Regions from separate parts of the Salmo salar genome. Here region 1 is linked to region 2. Evidence: chromatin contacts called from public Hi-C data. All regions are on one chromosome and are shown on one strand. Each heading gives the region's core, a stretch centred on a gene start, on an enhancer-like site or on the middle of the called end of the contact. The rest is flanking DNA. Distances are from core to core; before and after follow the strand shown.

Region 1 (6,382 bases), core at 1,918-4,417, 89 kb before region 2:
CTAACCATGTGTCATACAGACCATTTTGAGTAAGCTATCTTTATCACGTCAAACTACTGTTATTTTCACCAAATGTGTTCCTCCTTCCTTCCCAAGCTTTGCAGGCAAAGCTTCTCTTTATTCCCTCTGTGTCACCCTGTGCCCTTCCATGTGCTGCTTATGTAGAGTGATGTATTGGCCCGTGCTGTGGATGCATTAACAGAGCTTAGATGGGATTTAACAGTGATGAGAGGGGGCAAAGCAAAAATTTAAATTTGCTTCCCGGAAATTATCATCCAAGGCATTTTTAGGTAAAATGATTGTATGTGCAAGTACGAGAGAATGTGTGTGCTGTGTAGGAGCCGTGTGAAGAAGCCGAGGGAAAAGATTTTAATGCAGTGTTACAATGTGTTTAAATGACTGTACACTGACCAAACCTACTCCAGGGAGAAAGAGAAGCCATTGGACACTGGTGCTGGCTGGGGAAAAAAGAAAAACCTATATTCCTCTTATTTGCATGCCACTTTCACATTTTACTTGTGTTTCTTACCTGAGGTAGAAGCGGTATGTAAAAAGTAGGCATAGGACAGTTGTGCGATGTAGTATGAGAACAAATCCGCTAACATCTGATGCCAGCCTCATTCACTATTTCCTGTCTTCCTATGATGTCTTATCAGTTGTTGATCTCTGTGTATGTGTGATCTGTGCACATATTTTGCCACGTAGCATCCAAGTAGGGGTCTGTGATTTAAAGTGATGGGGTGGTGTCTAGACAAGGCGTGGGGTGTGACTCGCAGGTTCCAGCAAAGACCCTTCAGTCCTAGAGAGGGCACTAGAGCTCTATTTTATATAGCGGCCAAGAGATTAAGAGGGACTGGCAAACTCAGTCTGTGCAGAGCAACATGAAGGAACTATGTGTGCTATTGTACTGTCTAATTTTACATTTCATCCACAGTCACCGTGGACACTATCCTATACTCTCTTACTCTCTTAACTGAGTGTAATTTGTCTCAGTAAGTATTAACAGTTCCTTCCTGAAGTCCTCTAACTCCAAGCCTTTTAAACATCTCGTATTTACCTTACCTTCTTACCTTCTCAACATTCTGCTTATTGGGGAGAGAAAAGATAAAATGTGAACTCATGCAAGTCTTCCTTCCATCCATCAACTGTGGGGAGAATGTACTGAACTTTAATGCAAACCATAGGCTACGAATCAGAAAGTATACTTTTTTTTTATCCGCCAATATTTGAATGCCAAAATGTATTAAGAGACCATTTCTGTAAATGCAATGTAACTACTTGAGATTTATTTTGTTTGATGTTGCTGGTCTGTACTATCCTAGAAACAGTTTGTAGTTCAGCCAAGCACTACAATTGTGGGGACCCATTCCAAGCCTTAAGAGAGAACTACGAATGATGTTAATGCTAAAATAATGGAATTTATTCACAGAAAATAATGTGGCTTAAGCCGCTTGTGGTTTACCAGTTCATTCGATTTTTCTGCGAAAATGCCAACTGTTTTGGTGTATTTTCTTTGTCAATTTCAGTTTAGTTTTTGTACAAAAAGGCCTTACTCAAACCCAAAATAAGAAAGTGAGAACGGATGATTCAACTCTGAGGTTCTCATTTGACATTGGTTCAAGGCACATTTGTCACTGTCCAGCGCTTAGTTTGTCGATACCTGTCATTTCCTCATCTGTACATTGTTAGCTTTGACTCACTTTCATCTTTAGGTAGCAACACATATATGTTGAAGTTTATAGACATTTGATATAATATGTAGCTCATGGAAAAATATATTTTGTTTGAACACATTTTAAGCTTTGCAAATCACGCCTATGCTTACGATATGTTAAAACACTACAACAAGTTGTACCATTGTTAAACCGCTCACTCACACTCTAGTTTTCCCATTTGTTGGTGTTGTCCAGAGATATTTAAAAGAAGATTATAAAATGTTTAAGTACAGTGCTACTGAATATTATCATTCTGCTTGTGTTCCTATGTTATTGGTTGTGTTTCATTTTGTTTTGGCCAAATGTGTACGAATTTCACCTTGTGTGCCATTGAAAAGAAAAATGTAAGGAGTAGAACAATGTTGCTTTGTCTTATTTTCTTACATGATAAAACTAAATAAATAACTTTGGAAAATGACATTTCCTCTGCTAAATGCCCTCTGTTTTTGTCTGCTCTCAGTACTGTTGATGCAGGCCTTTTAAAACACAACTATGTTTAGTCTCCTATTGTTTTCAATAACTTTTGTGTGATTCTGTATAACCTATACTGTATGTGTAGCTGTGTTTGCTGAATTCTGACCTTACATTATTCAGTTGCTGAGGGTTGGACTATGGCTACAGTTGATCAATCCTGACTCCTGTGTATTCAGAAGCTGAGTGGAGTGGGTGTTCTGTGCCACTCCATACCATTATACAGTTTTGATGTACAGTAGGTGCGTGTTGGGGGGCAGGTGTTAAGTTTTACGTGTTCTGTTTGAGAAGGCTTTCATCTTCCATAATGGGAACAGAACAGCCTGGGCAGACACTAGCTATTGTATAGTGCCCTCAGATCAGCAGGAAGACTGCATGGGGATTTAGAGGCTGCGTTGCCCTGTCAGAGAATGTGTAGAAGATATAGGCAGGTAGAGAGACTGAGCGAGATATACACAGACACACTGAAAGAGAGAGAAAAACGCAGAGAACATCAAAATATATGTCCACCAATGAGATGGATGGATGTCCATAAGGATGCTAGATAAAAGCAGTCCCCTCATGGGGAATCAGAATGGTGTAGTCCTGTCTAGTAAGGGCTCAGCAATTATTAATCAGGCAGGGCTAAAGAAAGCAAGCTTGAAGCTCCCAATTCTTCAAATAAGGCAAGGTTCATCAATTTCTACAACTTGATCCGAATTGATAGGCTACTGTTTGTAATAGTTAAAATGGCTATTCATCATATTTCGAGCCATAAAATATTGGGGAAATGTTAGGGTTATAGCACCATTTTCTGCATTAGATAAGAATTAAAGGTTAAAATCCTATCATGCCTATCATGGCATAAATTTCTCTACAGATCAAACGTAACCAAATAGGAAGGACACATAGGCCTACTTGCAATTTCCAAATGCACAAGTGATAACTTTGTATGGGTGACGTAAGAAATACCTCACCAGCAAAGCAGCAAAGAATGTTCATCCAACCCTCAGTGTGTAGCTGGAACACAGGCAGCAATATTATTGTGGGATACAGTCTTCACTGCACAGTCCCTCGAAATGGCTCTCCGTACGCGTAACAAGGCGCTAGGATAGTTTGCGGTATCATATTCTGGATGCATGCGACGTTGATCTTCTCATGTGGTTTTTCGGTCATGTATTTATTTTTGTAGTGTAGGCTACATTATGTGCATATCGAGAATATTTGAATCTCTTCCGTATTTCTGGTTGTCTGGATTTGGGAGTCTACAGATAACACTAGCCACTTTTTGAGCAAGGCTTCGAATATTTCCTTTTGACAGCACAATTTGGGAAACATTTTGATATTCTTACGTGGATATACTTGGACTTTTTCACGGTTTCAGCCTAGTTGGGTGAAGGGACAGTTTTTCAATCCACGCACATCGCTCCCGTGTTTCGTTCTGCACGGTTCGATAGTATCCGATAAACTTGACCAGCGCCTTTTCTCAGAAATACACTTTTCGTTTGATCTGATGTATTGCGCGGAGCAGTGCATGTTTATAAGTACGATGTATTATTCTTAAAAACTAGGATTGTGGAGGTCATTATCAGTGCCAATCATAATGGCAAACGACGACAACCGCTGTATAGTGGAAAAGTACATTTGTCACAAACTCTTGAAAAGGGGATATGCGTGGGATTTCGAGAATGCCGAGGATGAGGAAGATGCTGATAATAATGGGTCGATGATTTCTCCTCCGCCTGGTTTGGCACGGCGGTGCCACGGGGCCAATAACGCCAGACCGGGCAGCGTCCCCCATCTTTCCAAACGGCTCTCCCAAACGGACCCGCATGCAGCTATTCACAGAGTTTTGCGTGAGGCCGGGGACGAACTCGAACGACTGTACCAGCCCGACTTTGCGGAGATGTCACACCAATTGTATCTCACGTCTTCTATGGCAGAAAGGAGATTCAGAGAGGTGATAGACGAGCTGTTCAGGGACGGGGTTAACTGGGGACGAATTGTCGCCTTCTTCGAGTTCGGGGGCACAATATGTGTGGAATGCGTGAACAAGGAAATGACGTCGCAGGTTGACCACATCGCCGGGTGGATGACGGAGTATCTAAATGGACCGCTGCACAGCTGGATTCAAGAGAACGGGGGATGGGTAGGTGTAATCTCTGCTTTGAATTGCCCGATATCACGTTGATTTATGCGTAGGCTAGGCTACATTACGCATGATGCGGTGGGAATGTCTGGATATTAACGATATCATATTTTAGTGTTCCTGATTTGATATTCAGGCTGTTTGTCTAGCATGTCTGGCCAATAAGATATTACAGTATCTGTCACACCTCCTCACGCTCTAAAGCCCGCCTCAGCCGACTGTAACCGACTGAAGTCAGAACACCTTACAAATATTGAGTTACACCCCCCATTTTGCCCTCAGAACGGACTCAATTCGTCGGGGCATGCTCTATAAAGTCTGAAAGCAGATGCTGGCCCATGTTGACTCCAATGCTTCCCACAGTTGTGTCAAATTGACTGGAAGGCCTTTGGGTGGTGGACCATTCTTGATACACACAGGAAACTCTTGAGCGTGAAAACCCAGCAGCATTGTAGTTTTTGAAACAAACCTGTGCGCCTGGCACTTACTACCCTAGCCCATTTAAAGGCACATACATATTGTGTCTTGCCCATTCACCCTCTGAATGGCACACATATACAATCCCTGTCTCAATTGTCTCAAGGTTTAAAAATCCTTCTTTAACCTGTCTCCTCCCCTTGATCTACACTGATTGAAGTGGATTTAACACGTGACATCAATAAGGGATCATAGCGTTCACCTGGATTCACCTGGTCAGTTTATGTCATGGAAAGACCAGGTTTTCATAATGTTTTGTACATTCGGTGTATATTATTATTATTATTGTTATGTTTATTATTGTGTCATTCACTTCTCTTTTTTTGACCAGCACTGTTTGAGCTCAGAGCATAAGAATTCCACTGTACCCTGCGATTACATCTACAACCCTGTGCATGTGACTAATAAACTCATCTATCTATCTATCTATCTATCTATCTATCTATCTATCTATCTATCTATCTATCTATCTATCTATCTATCTATCTATCTATCTATCTATCTATCTATCTATCTATCTATCTATCTATCTATCTATCTATCTACAGTTAAAGTCGGAAGTTTATATACACTTAGGTTGGCGTCATTAAAACTCATTTTTCAACGACTCCACAAATTTCTTGTTAACAAACTATAGTTTTGGCAAGTCGGTTAAGACATCTACTTTGTGCATGACACAAGTAATTTTTCCAACAATTGATTACAGACAGATTATTTCACTTATAATTCACTGTATCACAATTCCTGTAGGTCAGAAGTTTACATACACTAAATTAATTGTGCCTTTAAACAGCTTGGAAAATTCCAGAAAATGAGGTCATGGCTTTAGAAGCTTCTGATAGGCTAATTGACATCATTTGAGTCAATTGGAGGTGTACGTGTGGATGTATTTCAAGGCCTACCTTCAAACTCAGTGCCTCTTTGCTTGACATCATCGGAAAATCAAAAGAAATCAGCCAAGACCTCAGAATTTTTTTTTTAGACCTCCACAAGTCTGGTTGATCATTGGGAGCAATTTCCAAACGCCTGAAGGTACCACGTTCATCTGTACAAACAATAGTACGCAAGTATAAACACCATGGGACCACGCAGCCATCAAACCGCTCAGGAAGGAGACGTGTTCTGTTTCCTAAAGATGAACGTACTTTGGTGCGAAAAGTGCAAATCGATCCCAGAACAACAGCAAAGGACCTTTTGAAGATGATGGAGGAAACAGGTACAAAAGTATCTATATCCACAGTAAAGCGAGTCCTATATCGACATAACCTGAAAGGCCGCTCAGCAAGGAAGAAGCCACTGCTCCAAAACCGCCATAAAAAAGCCAGACTACGGTTGGCAACTGCACATGGGGACAAAGATTGTACTTTTGGAGAAATGTCCTCTGGTCTGATGAAACAAAAATAGAACTGTTTGGCCATAATGACCATCATTATGTTTGGAGGAAAAAGGGGGACGCTTGCAAGCCAAAGAACACCATCCCAACCGTGAAGCACGGGGGTGGCAGCATCATGTTGTGGGGGTGCTTTGCAGCAAGAGGGACTGGTGCACTTCACAAAATAGATGGCATCATGAGGCAGGAAAATTATGTGGA
Region 2 (6,595 bases), core at 1,761-4,260:
ATGCACAGCGTAGCACAGTTTAGCACAGCACACACAGGCTCTCTTCCTCTCGCTCACTCACTCTCTCGTTCTGCTGAATTTCACTCTGCTCCTCCTCTCCTTCTGTTCTGTTCTGGTTAGACTGTCTCTCGCGCTCGGCTCTATTTTGCTCCTCTCTCTGCAGAGCTCTAGTAGTGGCGGCAGGTGCAGCTGTGGGTGGCGTCTAAAATAGTACGCGTTTCAGCAGCCTGTAAAAGGAGGCCAGCCCGGGAGGGACACACAAAGTGATTGGCTAAGTGTCTGCGTCCCCCTTAACCCCAAAGAACACGTTCAAATCATCACTCACATCTGTCTCGGTCTTCACGTGTACATACTCATAACACTATATCTAAATCAGGGACGGGCTACTGGCGGCCCGCAAGCCCCCCCTTATGTAGGCACGTGGATCAATTTCACAAAAAAATAAGTTACAATAATAGAATACACAAGGTGTTATTTCGAAATGTTGTTGTGCATCAGCAGTCACTCAATTTGTCCATGTCAGCTAAATTGTTTTAGATTGGTAAGCAGTGGTGGGAAAAGTACGCAACTGCCATACTTGAGTAAAAGTAAAGATACCAGATGGTACCATTTTCTTTTTTTACAGAAAGCCAAAGCATGTGTGTGTTTAGTGAGTCCACCAGATCAGAGGCAGTAGGGATGACCAGGGATGTTTGGTTGATAAGTGCATGAATTGTACTATTTTCCTGTCCTGCTAAGCATTCAAATTGTAACGAGTACTTTTGGGTGTCAAGGGAAATGTATGGAGTAAAGTACAATATTTTCTTAAGGAATGTAGTGAAGTAAAAGTAGTCAAAAAAAAATAGTAAAGTACAGATACCCCCCCAAAAAACAACTTAAGTAGTACTTTAAAATATTTTTATACCAAGTTAGTATAGCTATGTAAACTTGTGGTAAGCAATGTTGAATTACCAACCGGGGTGGGCCCATTGATCATCAGCTATCATATAAGAACACAGCAAACACTTGCCTCCACCCTTGGGCAAAACGTGTAGAATTGCAGCAAACTTGCTTTAAAACTGCAACATTTTCTCTACGCCCCATTGCAAAATGTGCATAATTGACTGAACTTGAAAACAGCGTTGTTGTTTTTTTTTTTTTACCTTCGCTGTCACAAGGGGGGCTGCTAAAATGTGGGAGGGGGACACTGCAGCCCCTCATGATAAATCGTTTTTGTGGCCCCCACCCCCATCAAAGTTGCTCATCCCTGATCTATATAAAAACCAAAAGGTGTCATAAGAGTGCCTTCAGCAAGTATTCATACCCCTTGACTTATTTCACATTTTGTTGTGTTACAGACTGAATTTAAATAGACGTTTCTTACCCATCTACACACAATACCCCATAACGACAAAGTGAAAACATTAGACATTTTTGGTAATTTATTGAAAATTAAATACAGAAATATCTCATTTACTTAAGTATTCACATTACTTTGTAGAAGCACCTATGGAAGTGATTACAGCTGTGAGTCTTTCTGGATAAGTCCAAGAGCTTTCCACACCTGGATTGTGAAACATTTGCACAATATTCTTTTCAAAATTCAAGCGCTGTCAAATTAGTTGTTGATCATTGCCAGAGAACCCTTTTTCAGATCTTGCCATAGATTTAAGTGAAAACTAACTCGGCCACTCAGGATCATTCACTGTCTTCTTGGTAAGCAACTACAGCGTAGATTCGGCCTTGTGTTTTAGGTTATTGTCTTGCTGAAAGGTGAATTAATCTCCCCATAACTGGTGGAAAGCAGACTGAAGCAGGTTTTCCACCAGGATTTGGCCTGTGCTTAGCTCCATTCCATTTATTATTATTTATTTATTTTTATCTGAAAAACTCCCCAGTCCTTCACGATTACAAGCATACCCATACATGATGCAGCCACCACTATGCTTGAAAATATAGAGTGGTACTCAGTGATGTGTTGTATTTGCCCTAAACATACACTTTGTCCTGAATACAAAGTGTCATTTGATTTGCCACATTCTTTGCAGTATTACTTTAGAGTCTTGTTGCAAACAAAATGTTTTGGAATATTTTTATTCTATACAGGCTTCCTTTTCACTCGGTCAATTAGGTTAGTATTGTGGAGTAACTAAAATGTTGATCCATCCTTAGTTCTCCTATCAAAGCCATTCAACTCTGTTTTAAAGTCACCATTGGCATCATGGTGAAATCCCGGAGCAGTTTCCAAGTGAATTAGGAAGGACGCCTGTATCGCTGTAGTGACTGGGTGTACTGATACACCATCCAAAGTGGAATTAACAACTTCACCAAGCTCAAAGGAATATTCAATGTCGGCTTTTTTTTTATATATATTTTTTTATACCCATCTACCAATAGGTGCCCTCTGGTCTTTATGGTTGAATCTGTGTTTGAAATTCACTGCTCGACAGAAAGACCTTACAGATAATGGGGTACAGAGTGTATGTGTGGGGTACAGAGATGAGGTAGTCAATCAAAAAAAATTATGTTAAACACTTTTATTGCACACAGAGTGAGTCCATGCAACCTGTTCAATTTTTATTCCTGAACTTTAGGTTTGCCATAGCAAAAGGGTTGAATACATATTGACTCTAAACATTACAGCTTTTCATTTTTTATTAAATTTGTTAAAAAAAATGAAAAACAATTCCACTTTGACATTATGGGGTGTTGTGTGTAGGCCAGTGACAAAAACCCCCAAACGTAATCCATTTTAATTTCAGGCTGTATTACATCAACATGTGGAAAAAGTAAAGGGGTGTGAATACTTTCTGAAGGCACTGTATGTACTTCTAGTGGAACATTCTGCCTCGCAGAGCGACAGCTAGGTCAGTTCACTGTCCCAGTACTGTAGCTAACTCAGGAAGACTGACCTTTAAAAAGTGCTGATCCCAGCCCCAGATCACCTCAACCATCCTCAGCTGACTGAAGGGACGCCCCCAAGGTCTTTCCCTGGTCTGGCCTGGCGGCTGTGGAGTCATCTGATCAGATGGGTTCCACACACCCTCCCACCACCACACACCCTGTGATGACCCAGTTAGGTATGACTGACTGGCTTCTACACTACCCCAGATCCATTAAAATGGTTATGCAACTGAGCAGCCCAAACAAGTCAAACAGTTCAGCAGAGCATGAATGTGGAGATGCAGTCAGTGTTAACTTTGACCTGCTCCTATGACACCTCAATTGTTTTTACGCTGGGGTTACATAAACTAGGGATAAAAAAATCTGAGCATTTCCTTTTCTTTCTCTAGACTTCTCTTGGCTTAAGGACAACAAAGTCAAGGTATTGGATTGGCCAACACAAAGCCCTGACCTCAATTTGTAAAAAAAACTACCCACTTCCTTAATTTACTGACCACACACACAGAATGCAGGTTGGGGGGTGCGCCTGCATGTCTGAAGAGCTTTGTTCGAGTCTGTCTGGACATTTCCAGATGAAGCCATGAATGTTGAAATTACCTTGAAGTACAAATAGCTTATTATATTATAGTATAAAAACAAAAAGTCAATAGATGCCATGCATATAAACCCCTGTTGAAAATATTGAATTCTTGACATCCAAGCCCCAAACAATTTCTCATAACTGTGATGGATGGAAGAGAACATTCAATTAACAGGGCATAGCACACCCTTGTGGCAACTGATGCTCGATGACAACAATGGTTTAAATACACCATGAACCTTCAACAGTTGTGGCCCCAGTCAGTGTATGAGTTTCAGTACTGTTGGTGACCCATATTAATCTTCAGGAAAAAAACAGAGCTTGCCCCAAGCTAAGGCCTGGCCCCAGACGGAGCGTTCCGTTATAAGCTGCCAAACAACTCTTCATAGGAACTGGGAAGAATGGGTGAACACCAGCCAGGGAAAATGACTCCCCTTTTAGGTGTTTTAACCAAAGTATTTCTATGCACAACAGATTGATTTTAATTAGACCATTAACTATACAAGTACTGAGACTGAAGAGCTTAAGTCCTTCGGTTAACTAACAAATCACTTCCAACCAATCATTAATTTGGTAACAGTTAACGTGAAACCTAAAGTCAAAGGCTACATAACACAGTCATAATCATGACACTGGTTTAAACAGTCATAACTGTTCATTTATTTTTAAATCTACAGTTTCCTTTAGTACTGTGTCTGTAGTCCAAGGCCTTTGTAATGTTTTAAAGAGTAAATACTAAGCAACATTACTAACAGGGTTGCGTGTTGACTCTTAACTTTGGTGGTCACATGCAATAGTATCATTCACAATGTAAATTTAATCCTTAAGTCCTAATAATTCATACTTCTATGGATATTAGCTAGAAAACATGTGCTTGGACTAGTTCAATGAATCCCAGAGGCCAGCAACACAATATGGCATTCTGGCTTTAGAGTCCACCCATGAAGGCCAGAAAACATAAGCTAAACAAAGCCCTCTATGTTGTCACTTTCTTTCTTTTAACCCCAACAGGAAGTTGTTGAAACTGATAAGAGTCTAAATAAGGAAGGAAGCACATCTGTCTGCAGTCCTCTAATAATACTGTATGGCCCTCTCTAAACTTAAGACCCAGAATGGTCTTGGTCATGATGGGTCACTGGGCTCTCAGGACATGGCAAAAAGATAGATGTTTGCATTGTGTTTGCTTTCCAGAAGGGGACTGCTGCCCCCTACAGCTCTGGCAGGGCTTTTTAGCACTAATGCGCTAGGACTGTCTAGGGTCTTACCATTTTGTGACCGTTTTCTTTTGATGAGCTATCGGTGTTTGCTATGGTATTTATTCCATATTATTACAGTGTGTCTGCACATAATTCAGTCATTGATAATTCTGTCAAACTCAAAGTCTAAGACCACAATAATGCTGATAACTTCCTGCCTTGAGGTTTTTCAGCAAATACAGGAAACCAGTCGGCTCTTTGAAATACATTTATTTGTATTACCTTTCCTGGTCCTAGAGAAGAGCTTGATGCTAGAGTTGGATGATGAGTTGGGCGAAGAGCGGAATATACCACTGAAGCAACGGGGGGATTTGGGCGGTGAGGGGACCTGGTGGGTGGAGGGGTAGGGGGAAATGGTTCTGGTTGAGCCAGGGCTGATCCGGGACTGGGCAGGGGCAGCCATGGGACTGGAGGGTTGGCTGACACCGGCAGGACCACCCCTCACAAAGAGTCCTTTAGTTGGGCTGACAGAGTGGCTGCAGACCTCTCCCTGAGATAGAAGAGAGGGGAAGGTATTTAATTGACATACACTCATGCAAATACCTTGTTTGTTTATGCACGATGTGTCACTATACAGTTAAGCAGAATGATATATTGACACCTGGGAATATTGTGACAGAGGCTTTGTGGACTGTAGTCAAAGAAACCACATTAGCATTAAATAAAAATGTTTCACCTCACAATTTCAATCTGTTTGATTTATAATGCATTAGCGCCTGAGTGGAATATATAAGGCTTGACAGTCTGTAGGAGATGCCCACGGCTTGGGTGAAGTCACTTCTCTGTCTGAGATATGAAACCATGTGACCTTACCCCGTGGAACTGCATGCATACAGTAGTAGCACCCAGTGTTGGGAAGCTACTCTGAAAAAAATAGTTTACCAAGCTACCAATTACTTCACACTGGAAGAAGTTAAGCTACACTAAAGTTACCATTAAGAAAAAAAACACTGTTTATTTAAAGTTACTTTGAAAAAGTAGCTCATCACTACATCTAAACTACTTTGTGAAAAATTATCATATGTAATTCTGAAAATGTCAGACTACAAATTGCAAGAACTGTTCACTTTGGGGTCATATGATAACAGAAGGTGTAATTTAGCCTATTGAACACAAAAACTGTTTCAAGTAGGAACTAGGCAGGTCTGGTCCCAAAAAATGAAATTGCCTACTTCACCCATATTCTTTTTGCAAAAAAAATAGTGTGGAGTTCCAGTAGTTAGCTACACTGCTACATGGCAAAAACAGTAATCAACTACTGAAAACACTACCTAGATATGAATTTAGTTCAACTACCACCAAGCTACTACCAAATTTAATTCAATTACTAGTTGAACTACAGAGTTCACTACTCCAACACTGGTAGCATCACAAGGAAGTATCATGTTGTGAGCTCTATCCAGCCAATAACACCATTGGCTGGTTTTAGGGGTCGATAAGGCCAGATGGCCAATGACAGAGCACCTGGGGGTGACACAGGATTCCTCACAATGCTCTGACTACCCAGGTCCAGAGATGTTTACAGGGGTTAAACCCTAAATAAAAAACACATACGGTGGCACTTCCTGGTATTTTGAAAGTTCTGTACCTTGAAAACTGATTGCTGACATGAAAAACATTTTAGGGTTGCATCAGAGGACTAATGAAACAAATACCAAAATATAGTTTGAGTGGTATTTTCCTTTAAGTCGATCTAAGATTGATTGTCTGCAGGGACCAGTTGACTTTTTTTCATGGAAGAGGTTAAGACCATTATGCTTTTAGGGATTATTATGTATTAAACTGCAAATGATTTTTTTTACCCCTTTTTCGTGGTATTCAATTGATAGTGACAGTCTTGTCTCATCGCTGCAACTCCCGTACGAACTTGGGAGAG

The links. Hi-C and Micro-C count contacts between places; a contact is called where the count stands out from the background.
Region 1: a contact with region 2 is called in a Hi-C map of muscle, with 4 times the contacts expected there. The contact joins the promoter of LOC106569189 here to the enhancer-like site in region 2. A contact is called at or near these places in 2 of 3 Hi-C or Micro-C datasets (gill and muscle).

What each region holds. Positions count from the first base shown.
Region 1 is chrssa14:27,273,546-27,279,927 of Ssal_v3.1, reverse strand. LOC106569189 (apoptosis regulator Bcl-2) reads left to right here and starts at 3,167. Exons shown (of 3, transcript XM_014140280.2): 1 at 3,167-4,314. The coding sequence starts at 3,769. LOC106569188 (3-ketodihydrosphingosine reductase) reads left to right here. Exons shown (of 10, transcript XM_014140279.2): 10 at 1-2,133.
Region 2 is chrssa14:27,184,341-27,190,935 of Ssal_v3.1, reverse strand. It overlaps LOC106569190 (5'-AMP-activated protein kinase subunit gamma-2), which reads right to left. Exons shown (of 16, transcript XR_001320451.2): 3 at 4,942-5,209. Among protein-coding and RNA genes, the nearest start is that of LOC106569190, 13 kb to the right of the region's middle. Within about 2 kb of position 3,010, at least 1 of the 13 cell types and tissues checked has an H3K27ac peak or open chromatin away from gene starts, as enhancers often do. A contact at or near this core is called in muscle, where this site is marked.